Regions from separate parts of the Gossypium hirsutum genome. Here regions 2 and 3 are each linked to region 1. The links are chromatin contacts, called in public Hi-C maps. All regions are on one chromosome and are shown on one strand. The core of a region is the stretch at or near the end of the contact, and the rest is flanking DNA. Distances in the headings are between cores, read along the strand shown.

What was found. Hi-C and Micro-C count contacts between places; a contact is called where the count stands out from the background.
Region 2: a contact with region 1 is called in a Hi-C map of leaf, with 2.0 times the contacts expected there. The contact joins the promoter of LOC107933876 here to the promoter of LOC107951451 in region 1. A contact is called at or near these places in 3 of 34 Hi-C or Micro-C datasets (all in leaf).
Region 3: a contact with region 1 is called in a Hi-C map of leaf, with 2.7 times the contacts expected there. The contact joins the promoter of LOC107951478 here to the promoter of LOC107951451 in region 1. A contact is called at or near these places in 5 of 34 Hi-C or Micro-C datasets (hypocotyl and leaf).

Annotation. Positions count from the first base shown.
Region 1 is chrA02:15,109,479-15,113,686 of Gossypium_hirsutum_v2.1, reverse strand. It overlaps LOC107951451 (prolyl-tRNA synthetase associated domain-containing protein 1), which reads right to left and starts at 2,389. Exons shown (of 12, transcript XM_016886515.2): 1 at 2,242-2,389; 2 at 1,430-1,489; 3 at 1,284-1,337; 4 at 1,189-1,202; 5 at 923-1,007; 6 at 573-622. The coding sequence starts at 2,280.
Region 2 is chrA02:14,617,485-14,621,692 of Gossypium_hirsutum_v2.1, reverse strand. It overlaps LOC107933876, which reads left to right and starts at 2,495. Exons shown (of 2, transcript XM_016866185.2): 1 at 2,495-2,966; 2 at 3,747-4,208. The coding sequence starts at 2,651. The coding sequence ends at 4,084.
Region 3 is chrA02:14,849,647-14,853,854 of Gossypium_hirsutum_v2.1, reverse strand. It overlaps LOC107951478 (UDP-galactose transporter 1), which reads right to left and starts at 1,996. Exons shown (of 5, transcript XM_041085197.1): 1 at 1,523-1,996; 2 at 702-951; 3 at 401-608. The coding sequence starts at 1,633.

The sequences.
Region 1 (4,208 bases), core at 1,140-3,639:
ACTAGAATTTAGGCCTAATGATCATTAACACTAGAATCATCTTCTATTGCAGAAGGTTTTGCAGTGCTCGATACATTATTTTTCTTTGGTTTTCACATTGGCAAAGCCACTTTCATTCACACACGAATGCAAAAAGAAAAAAGATCAAATTGGGTAAGAGGCCCTTGTACTATGCATTTTTTCAGATTTAATCCCTCTACTGTAATTGATCACTTATATCCCTCTACTTCTCAAAATGTGTATTTTCAGTCCTATGGCTATTTTTTTTTTGTTAATTCCGTAGCTTTTTTTTTAAAACATGTGACATTGTCATTTTTGTACAATTAGACAAATTTTGCACATTTAAAGAAGACAAAAAAAAGTGACTAAATCCACCAAAAAAGTATAATACAAGGACTTTCTATACAATTTGGCAAAGGAAAAAGCTACTAAAGCTTCAAGGACTTCCCTTCTAATATATAAGGCAACAGAATTTACTTAAATTCAAGATCTTAGGAAGATAATTCTCCATGTACCATTCAGCACTAAAATGAATGTAAATTCAAAGCTTGAAGGAAATAAAACTTAAATACCTTGCAGATTCATTTACTAGAGCAAATGGAGTAACACATCCAAGTGGCACCTTAAAAAAAAGAAAACAGAAGCAACATAAAATAATGAAATGCAAATACATATAACAATCATTATTGAAAGGGGGGGGAGGGCGTGGAAACAAAAGCAACAATATAAAATAGTGAACTATAATCTTCTAATCATATATTTGGCAATCATTTATATGCGTAAACATTGATTACCAAATTTATTTATCTTCTAAGAAAAGAAGTAGCTTGTCATTTTTTCTTTAACTAAATCCATTAATAATAACATGACCTCCAAAAATTTGATAACAAACAAGTGTAAAAAAACTTATATATTTGCCCACCTTAAGTATCTCACCCAATGCCTCTTCTGGAGCCATTCTTAGACCACCTTTTCCTAAACCAAGCCTCTGAGATAAAACTGCACAGCTTTGAAAGCCACATGAAACTCACATTAACCTCTCAAAGTTACTTCAAAATTTCCATATTGAGACCAACATATGAGACCAATAAACTATTTCCATGCATTATACAAAAAATAAAGCAGGAAAGAAAGTATGTTCCTTTCATATCTACTTTCGTATCTGCAAGGGCAGACACAACATAGTACCTATGTTTTTTGTCCTGCATGGATAAACATTTGCAATCACTCAGAAAGTTTCGAATAATCCTCAGAAACAATGCCAATTTTCATTCGGTGTATACCTTCAAGAACAGATTTTTACTCAGTGCACCTCCCACATTCCCAACATATTTTGCCTGATGAGAAGAAAAATTTTAGAATCCATGAAATGCATGAGTTTGTTTACTCAAAAGGGACTCATCGGCTAAGTTTAGCACTCTTCTTTTACCTGAGCTTCGACAGTCAAAACAACAGGATGTTCATACTGGGAAAAATCAATTTGAAGCTCCTGAAAAAAATCCAATGCACATACCAGTCACTAGAGATGCAAAAGAAGAAAAGCAACCATAAACTGAAGCAAGGCCATAAATTCTTGAATTCAATCATAACCAGATACAAACAGAGAAATAGTGCTGAATCAAAACTATATAATTAGAAGGATTGCAATCAATGGTGAATTGCCATGGGAGTCACGGGCCATTTTGGAAACACCTTGAGTGAGTGTGTGCGCTAAACTAAATTAACTTGTTACCCCACCCCCAACCCCCCCCCCCAAAAAAAATTTAAATTGTATATATTTATATTTATTTATTTTGTTTATAATTTAATTTTGTGCATTATAAATTTAAATTGTTATCTGTCACCTTGTGTTCTTCTATTTTCATCTTTAAGATCACAGCTTTAAGCTATTGGTCAAACTACATACTTCGTTTCCTAATTGGCCCCCAAAATCAAATGGCAAGATCGGCCACTGGTTACAATTCACAATATTTCCACCAATTCATAGTGTAAATATCTATAAAAGTTCATAATTTTAGCAGAGAAAACCATATTGTAACAGCCTAATTTGTGTTTTGCAATTTATTTGCTCCATTCTTACCCTGAAAATAAATGAATTTAAATAAAAATAATGAAAACCCAAATCCCAATTGTAGTTTAAATAATGAATCATTTCCCAAAAACTGAATGGATATTGCGAATTAGATACTAACTGTACAAAGATTAGAACTAAAAGCTATCCAGAAATCAAAAAGAGGAAACCTTTAAACGAGCAAGCAGCTGATCCTTGGAATAACCCATTGTTTCTGTGTCGAAGCTGAAGACTGAAGTTCAGGAGATAAAAGCAAACAATATAGAAATCAGCGATGAGCTTGGAATAGGTTTATTTGTTACTGAAGTATTGAGGTGGATTCTGGTTTGGGCTTAAACTCGTTGGATCATTTACGGAAACTCCATTGCACTGGGCCTACAGTGCGATCTCAATTTAAGGTAAATTTTGTTCTCACTCAAATGAAACTCACCCGTATTGAACAACATTTCCGTAATTTTTTAATCGAAGATACAAACTCAAGAGCATAAATAGTAGTATGAGAATTGAACTCCACGTTTGGTAGAGTGGAGTAACTTTTTGTTAAGTATTTTAGTTGATTTACTATATTCTTGTTTTCAAGGTTCATAATCACCCATGTCTTGAAACAAATACCAACAGTTAACTAATTATAACAACTCTAATCTACATCATGATGAAGTTAATTCATTAATTATGATAGGGACGAGTTGGTAGTACAAACACAGTGAACTATGTAATGGTCTTAATGTCGATCAAAGATCGTATACGATGCAGTTATCAATTTTGTTTATAACAATTTTGGATGCTTCACTTTTTTGTATTCAAGTGGTGGCACATGGAAAACATATTTATGGAGGACAGTCACTACTCGAATAAGATCTGAGGGTAAGATTGTTGCATTATGGTGGATGAACAACACATTCAACATTTAAGATCCCATTGAAATCAAGCAATAATTCTTCTTGCGAAGTTAAGTAAGGTACATCATTAGCTGGATTACTAAGGAAGACAAGTCTGATTAAATGGGATGAAGCACCAATGGCTGATGTACATGTTGTAGGATATTCTGCGATGCAATGATCATTCATCAGAAAATAAGCTATTTGATGGGGTAAATATGTTGTTGGGAGGGGATTTCAGACAAATATTACATGTTCCTTGGGGCAGGCGCAGTGTTATTATTTCAACTTCTATATTACCAAGTCTAGAATATGGGATCACTGTGACCTTTTCCAATTAACCATAAACATGCGATTTCATATGAATTCAACAACTTCTTCTATCTCTGCTTTCAATAAGTGGCTGTTTAATTTGGTGATGGTAGATTACCTACTATCTATCAAACATGATGGGGATGATATGTCACAAATAATTCCACATGGATCTGGTTCATTTTGTGACATTGTTGAATCCACTTATCCCGATTTGGAAAGAAATTTCAAGAATTCGACGTCTATAAAGGATAGAACTATTTTGTCACCGTCAAATAAGGTTGGTGATAGGGTTAATAATATTCATTTTGAACAACAATTTGTATTATATCCTCCTAAATTCTTAAAACTCTTTGAAATTCATCGGAATTCCCAACCATAAAATTCAGTTGAAAGTTGGTGTTTCGATTATGCTTCTTATAAATATAAACCAAAGTCTTGGACACTAGGTTGATTGTAACAAAATTGGGCTCACCATTGATTGAAGCAGACTCATATTGGTTAACAATTTTTTATTCAAATGCAAATTTGTCCATCTTATATAAAATGACCATTCACGAAGATGGTTTCCCATCAAGATATGTTTTGCAATGATCATAAATAAAAGTCATGTTGGAGTTTGGTTGTCATGTATGGACATATCAATTAATTAGTCATATGACTATTTTAATATTTTTTTTTATTTTTTTTCAAAGGATATGATGCAGAGCTACAACGTCATTCCCTAACTTGCAGCTGTAGGCGAGATTTGGAAATTGAAGGTTCGCATCATTAGAATATAACATGCGGTTAATGTGCGACAAAATAATGAATTCATTGGCATTGGATTCATAATATTAGATGAAAATGTAAGTACAAAAAATTTAATTAACTTATTTTATCTATACTTCATCACTATTAATTAAATTATCTTTAAAATTTCTAATTTTTACTATTAATTACATATG
Region 2 (4,208 bases), core at 1,246-3,745, 490 kb after region 1:
TTCATGTATAAATTTGTTTTCTACCACACTAACATCTGTCATAAACTTTTCTTGCATGCTTCATCCCTACATTCAAAGAAGTGTGCTTAGATTCTTCTCCATGAAATTAGGCCAACTCCTTTTGCAATAACTAGGAAGCTACGATAAAGATATAATAGGTAGGGAAGCTATGCTACATATATGATATAACTGCCAGCAGTTAAAGCCTCCATCATAGTAATTTTTTAATTCTTCATCAGCCAAAAATCATTTTTCATATCTCAAAAATATCAGCATTGTAATGTATTATTTTGCAAACTTATGCATTGTAAGATAATTTTGGTAATTAAATTTGGCAAAATATGTATTTGACTATTTTTTTATATTAATTATGGGTGATTCAAAGTTTATATAATAATTTTGACAATTAAGAAAGAGTAGCTTTAGGAAAGTGAAGTAAATGCTCACTAGTGATTGAATTGGTGAAATCACTGGATCACTAAATCAAAAAATTCTCTAATATAAAATATTTTTTTTGAATAAAATTAAAATGTCATTCCTTTTTTTTTATCTTAAAAATGCCTCTCTTTGTTTTTTTTTTCTTTGTTTCCGGTGTGTTTATCAATCAATTCATTTAAATTTCAAACTTCCAACATGATTTAAAACTATCAATTTTTATTTCTTAAAAAGAATCTTCTTCTTTATTCTTTGTCTCAACGTTTCAACTCTCTTTTTCTCCATTCTCCAGATTGTGTTTTTTTAATCTATTCTTATCCTTTCTTTGTATTCATCCATCATTTTCTTTTTCTTATTTTACTTTCACCCATATTCTTTACCAATGATGAAGTTTCATTATTTACTTTTTTTTCTCAAATCTCTCAAAATCTAAATATATATATATATATATAAAAATGCTTTGTTCTCTCGGTTCATCTTCTTTTCATTCTTCTTATTATGGATTCTCTGAATGCTCAGTAAATCAATTTCACACCTGATTAGATTACGTTTTTTTATATTGATTTTGGGCTTACTTGGATAGAAAGTTATCAAATTTTTGGGCTTACTTACGTTTTTTGGGCTTACTTTTGATGAATTAAATTTTTGGATAGAAAGTTATCATGCACGGATTAATCGTAATTCTGGCAAAGGGCATGTTTTTATTATTTTCTAAACCTTGAGATTTAAAACTAGACAGACAGAGAGATGGTGAAGTTTAATTTGGGTTGTGAGAGTTGATGGTGTGTGAATCAGTCCTAAGCAAAGTAGAAGCTTCATTTTATTTGGTGTTGTGTTCAAATCTAGCATTTGAAATAAGCATAACATTTTCATTTTTGAGAATCCAATGCCTAAGAGAGTTGATCATGTTGTATATGGTTTAGGTAAATCGGCCTTCGTTTCCAACTTTTCCACTTTTATTTAATACCCACTATGCAGTATTAAAATCATTAATTCTGCAAAATTTTTATTTTAATTATATTAAATAATTACTAACCTAACATTTTTGGTGACTAAATGGTTATGATAAAATTAAGAGATAAATATCAAATTTCTACAATGTGTAATTGTATTTTTGAATTTTGATTTTGTGCAATTTTATACATAAAATTTTAATTTGATCCAATTCTTATAAATTATTAGCACAATTATGGATATAACATCAATTTATGTTTATATACCACATGCATAACTAATTATATTTATTTAATATAAAAATATATTAATATATTTATTTCTTTAAATGTGTATAATTTAATCAAAATTAAAGTTTCAAATATACCTTTAAATCACAATTAGAGTTTCACTGTATAATTACATCAAACTAAAGTTCATATATACAATTGCACATTAAATCAAAGTTCATATATAATTTTAAGATTTATCTCTTAATTTTTAAAATTAAAAAGAGACTAAAATTTTAAAATTAAAATTTTCTTTCATTTCTTCTCTTTTTTCTCTACCCTTCACCCACACAACATCCTCAAAAGAAAAAGAAAAAAGTAAACGTGTCATAAAATGGAGGCCACACATCTACAATTATCCCATGTATGTTGAAATTATGTATAGTTATTTAGAGTTTGAAAGAAAACTTAATGATGTGAATTGCAGCCATGTCCTTGCTTTCATCAGGAATAGCCTCATTAATATCGAATAATTAAGTATAAATGCTTGGATGCTCAAATTACTTTATGTTTCCTTGCCAGTAGAGGATCTTAGTATTTGGCATTGTCCATTAGCAAGAGATCATGATTTGGATGTGCAACTCTAGCTTTGGCCACTTATTAATATGATTTAAGGTTGGAGAACTTGGTCACTTAACTAATACTGCTACTTGCATTTTATTTGGACCAAATTGATATTTTTACTTGACCAAGGTTGCCCCAAATAGTAAACACGGTTATGGTTATGCATTTACTAATTTCCATGTAAAAATAGCAACACACCGAAACAGAATAAAATTAAAGTACCAAAATGAATGGAATTAAAAGTTGAGTGCCAAAAATTACATTATCTTATATATCTATAATAAAACAGACTTCACCCGACCCGATTCATCGACACACACTCTCCGCAATATAAGCTAATAGATAGATACCACTATCTTAAAACAGTTTACTTCCTCTCTTTGCTCTCCCTTCTTCAAATTACTTACCACTGACGACGCCATTTGATCATGAATGGGTATAAGGATGACAGTTACAGCTGCTATTTCCATCCTAAACAACAGGTTATCGGGGTTTGCCCTTTGTGCTTAAATGATAGGCTTCTTCTCCTAGCTTCAAAGCAACCCCGACACTCTTCTTCTTCATCCTCATCTTCTACCAGAGGCGGCCATGGATTTATTCAAGGTTTTTCACTAAAGAAACCACCCATCAACAAGCTCCCTAAGATCTTTGCTTTAGGCTCATTGCTCAATCGTCTTGAGTTCAAGCATTGGAAACCTGGAAATTCTGATGATGATGTTCTTGATGTTTCAACCAGTCAAGAAGGTATTTTTATTATTGTACCTTTCTAATTTCTTCCCCCTTTTATTGTTCATGCAGAAGTAATTTTTTTTTTACTTGAATTTCTATCAACATAAGGGAAAAGAATAAATCAGAAAATGACATGAGGGGAAAAAAAGAGATGCATCACATGCATGCATATATGATAATATGTGAGTTTCTTTTCCATGCGAATATTATTAAATAAAAAAGCATTATATTAATTCAAGAATAATATCTTTGAAAATACTATGATTTTCTAGGGATTTCAGTTCTTCACACAATTCTATGCAAATTGGCTTTTGTTTCTTATCTGTATCTGCAAAATCTACAGAAAGCTTGGTAGGTAATGCAAACAGAAAACTTTGTGAACTTACCTGTATGATTCCAGATGTAATCAAATCAAATCAACATTTTACCATTTCTTTGTTGGAATCATGCAAATCATTCAGCTACCTAGTAATAACAAAAATAATAAAGACATCAAAGATCATACAAATTCATCTGAATTTGAATCCACCGAGGGACCCCATTCATGTCAATTCTTGCCAATCATGTCCTCAGCATTTGAACTTTCGGTAAAGATGGCTGCCCTTATATATTGCTTTAGTTTTCACTTACTAATTCATGTAGCTAACTGGTTGCACAAATTTGGGGATGCACTAGAATACTTATTACTTTACCTTACCATATACCTATGTAACTATATTACTCCGACTTGGTTCTCTCATACATAGATTTGTGTCCGACTCTATATCTTTGTGTCTCAAATTTTTACTTTTACAGACTCCTTTATCTCGATCAAGTTTGAAGAGAATGGTGTTGGTTCATGGGAAAATGGCAAAGTTTCCAAGGGCTCAATTGAGCATTGCAGCAAGTACTGGAACCCCACCTTGACAAAGGCGATCACCAAGGAGCCAAATCTGACCAGTAAGACTGTGATAGAGCATGCGAAACCGCGTGCCTCGCTTAAGTGGCGAAAGTGGATTGGTCAACTGTCCCAGCTCATCAAGTGGAAGCGGTCCAGCAAGGCCACTGTGTGCCACATGGGAAGTAAGGTAAATGGAATCAACTTGATGGGGAAGGGCTGGATAGGGACTCTGACAAAGAGGACCAAAGAATAAAGAGTGTTTTAGTAGAGAAAGGGACACTAAAAACCTCCACCATGCATACCAATTTGTGAGTTGGGGCTCTCATTTGTGATAGTGAAGTTGTATTACAATCGAGATATATAGTAGAGTCAAAATA
Region 3 (4,208 bases), core at 747-3,246, 260 kb after region 1:
TTAAAGATACAAAGGGTTTATACTGCAATCAAGGGAGACAAAGGGTTGTGTCATCCATAAGTGAAAATCCAGGCTATCAGATGTTATGACGGCCAAAGTAATGCCAGTCATTCTATTAGTTAGCCAAAATAGCATAACAAAATGAGAAAATAGGCATGGTTGTGTGAAATGCAAACAGTGGACCAAAGGATGACCGAGAAGTATCATAAAATTATATTGAAACAACACTCAGTTAAATGCAGAATTATCTAAATTTATGTGTTAACATTATAAGAATTTCCAAGCCTCTATACATTGAATCTGTCCTTAACTTCAACCTAGTTTTTCTTAATATAACCTTTTTGAAACTATCAAAGATGATCAAAAGGACAAAAAACAATCACGAGAATAACATAATTACCTGTCGAACTTGTATCCGTGCAGTAGAGATTCAGCAAGGATAGTCTTTGTAGAAGTAGCTAAACATCCAAATAAGGCAGCACAAAACCCAAACATGTTAAAACTAAGTTCTGTAACAGATGTTAGCAGAATTCCTCCGACAATAGGAACCAAAGAGGCCCAAATTCGCCTGTCAAAGTACTTTCTCCAAACTAGCCACTGCAGAAAAACTGGTAAAATGTACAAAGATCAGATATGGTGATGATATGCAGTCAGTTGTAACAAGGTAAGGTGCCCAAAAGTGTATAATCTATAAATCTCACCGGTGGTTGCTGGAGTGAATGATTTGATAGTCTGCATGAAAGAAACCGGGATATAGCGTAAGCTAACATTTCCCAACACTATGTTGATACAGAACACGAAAGACATAGGAAATATCCGTTTCCAGCGATCTTCAGGATCAACCGCTATTAGAGGTTTGAGCTTTAGCACTTTGATTACCAGATATGCTCCGATCGACGAGCATATGAAGTGAACGCATGATACTGAAAGGGGAAACTTGAAATCCAATTTCTGTGAAAGAGGGGAAAAAAAAAGCCATGTCCTCAGACCTTCGACTAAAGTACAAAAAATAATCAACCAACTCAATCAAAGTGTAATTGTCAAGACACAAATTGAAGGTTAATGTTCAATCCACACTACATAAACGAAATAAACATTATAATACCAATATATGAGGAACCATACATATATATGTATGTATGTTTGTATTCCTAGATCTGCTATAATGCACCTAGACAGAACTCAAAACTGAATCCAAATTCCTCTAACATGAACAAACTGGTAGACTAGTCATGACTCATGAATCTTTCTTCTAAGATGCATCATCTAAGTTCATAAATAATTGAAAGAAATGATAGAGATGGATTGTTGATATTATTTAATTCACAAATTAAATTATAACATTTAACCCTGGAAGCCTGTTCAAATTTTAAAACTTTTATAAAACGTATTATTTAGCAAATTATTGAGCTTAGCAACACAACTAAACAGAAATCTGTACTAATGAAATAATTAGATTAAAGAATAAGAGAATTCAGCTAAAACCCAATGTCAAAATCAATAAATGAAGTTAGAAACAAACCTGAAAGATCCATTTGTTCATGATTATAACAGTAACATTGAAACCCCACCATTGGAGAATCGCTAGAAGAGATCTGAAAACACCCCACTGGAGGAATCTCCCTTCTTCCATCACTCTCCCCCACCCCTCTCTCTCTCCCCCTCTGTCTCTCTCTCTCTGTCTCTAGCACAGAAAGAACAAAAACCCAGATCACCAAATTCGAAACCCAGCACAGAAATTTTGCTCTTATATTATTGAAAGGTTTATATAAATAGAGGGAGTTTAAAAAAGAAAGCTAAAGAAACTGAGAGAGAGGTTGTAACGGTGGAGAAAGGCCTTCTTCCATGTGATTCTCTCTCTCTCTCTTTGCCTGGATTGAAGTTTAACGTTATATATTGCCATGGAAATTTCGTTTATGATTTTGAAATGAGGGTACTAGTCTTCATAAGAAAATGGGATAAGAGCAGCCATTCGATGAATATACTTTTCTTTTGACTTGTGACGTTGACTAGAGTTTCTTACATCCATATATTGTCTAATCATACAACTGGTCTCACTTTGATCAAACCTCGTATCAAAAACCATTTGTCAATTAAATTTATTATTACTATAAACATCACAAATGAACTCTTTTGCACGTAATTTTACTTAAATAAATTAAAAATGAAATTAGGTGTGAAGTAAGTAAAGATGTATCTCCTTTAATGCAAATTAAGTTTATAGATATAACAGTCCTCCCCCTTAAAAACTATTAATGAATATCCTTTTACTTTTCATTTTATTTTCTAAAGGAGAAGTAAACAAATATGAAACTCTATATTTTATTTTTAAATGAGAAGAAAATTAAATTACTCCCTTTTTTTTAGACAAAATATTCCTTTGAATAACCCAATTAATTTAATTTAATTTATTTTGAATAAAATCCGAAAAACTTACCTACACATGTCTCTTTTATACCATAATCTGAAAAATTATGACTTTTTATGCTCTATTCGTATCTCTTATAGGTATTTATTTATTCCTTTTCTATTATTTGTTTCATATTTCCTTTTAAATATCAATCCAAAAAAAAGAAATTTCCCATTTTAGAGATAATTCAAATAACAATCCATCAAAAGGAATTTTCCATTTTAGAGATAATTCATTGGAAATTTAAAAAGATAATTACTATTTTTTTTAAACGAGAATTTGTTATATATTTATTTTTTAAAGTATTTGTTATTCATTGAAATATAGGTTTAAATTGCAAAGTGGTATTTAAATTATATTTTTTCTAATTTTTTTTTGTCTCAAATAGTATCTAAATTGTATTTCATTGTTTAAAGTGATATCTAAATTATACTCTATTACTCAAATTAATCCAACTGTTAAAAAATTTTTAACTAATCATTTCATGACATGTGATACTTTTATATTAAAATTAATTGAATAAAACTTAATTAAATTAAAACTTTTCTATGTTTTTTTATCCCCTTTCCCTCCTCACGATTCTTTATTATCTTTTAATGCATTTTTTTTAACTGTTAGATAACGGTTTTTGCAATTCCCTTGCTCTTTTGTCTTTTTCCTACTTACCTTGTCCAGGTTTTGGATTTCATGTTTTATCAAGTTTTTTCTTTTTTTAATAATAGAGGATCACTCAAAATTAAGATGCAAACTATATAGAAAAGAACGAAGAAAGTTATTTTTAAGAAAAAAATGCGTAGGTTTTGAATTTGGGTGAGAAAAGTATTGAAATCAAGATTTAAAAAAGAAAAATAAGCTTGTTGAAAGTAGGGTTTGGATGAGTTTTTTAACAAGTTCTTGAATTTTCCATCATCGGAGTTCTTAGATGAAGAATAAAAGAGATGAATATGTTTATAATTTTTAAAAAAATTCAGAAAATAATATTTAATGTTTTTGAGTTTTTTAAGTTAAAAATTGTTTCGTGTCACAAAATGATTGATTAATTTAGGTAACAAAGTATAATTTATGTATCACTTTGAATAACAAAATATAATTTAGGTGTCACTTTTGACCAAATAAAAGTTCAGATTCCAACTTGGGAAAAAGTGAATAATTTAGGCACGACTCTGAGTAATGAAGTATAATTTAGGTACTATTTTGATAAAAAAAAATTAGATATCAATTTGAGAAAAAAGGTATTGATCAAATACAATTTTGTGATTTAAGTGTAAAATATATAGATGGTAGATTAAATACACGTTTTGTGATCAAGTACATGCAAGAAGTGTTCTCTCTAGCCACTTCAACCTCCCTTCCAACTCTATTGTTTTTGCCTCTAAGCCCTTGCAACTCAGGATTCTTGGGAAAAAACAAATTCTTTTTTATCCTCCCCATCTCTTATATTAATACATGTTCCCATCTTGTAACACCCAAATCCACCCTAGAAGTTGAGATCGAATCTGGAGGTGTTACACCAACACATTGAAAAATTGCTTTCAGTAAGTATTCAAAAAACCTTCAAAAGATTACTTGATTAGTAGGGAAAACCTTTTCAGAGTTTTAATTTTGAAAACTAAAATCCATTTTTTCAACTTGAGGAATTTTGCAGTTTCACGGTTGAGAATATCCGTTACCAATGAATTAATAACAACCTAAAAACGAGTTCAGAAACAGATTACAAATCTAAAGTTCAAACTAAAATAATTACGAAAATGATCGCATTTTCATACTTGCGAAAACAATCTAAGCTCCCACATGCCAT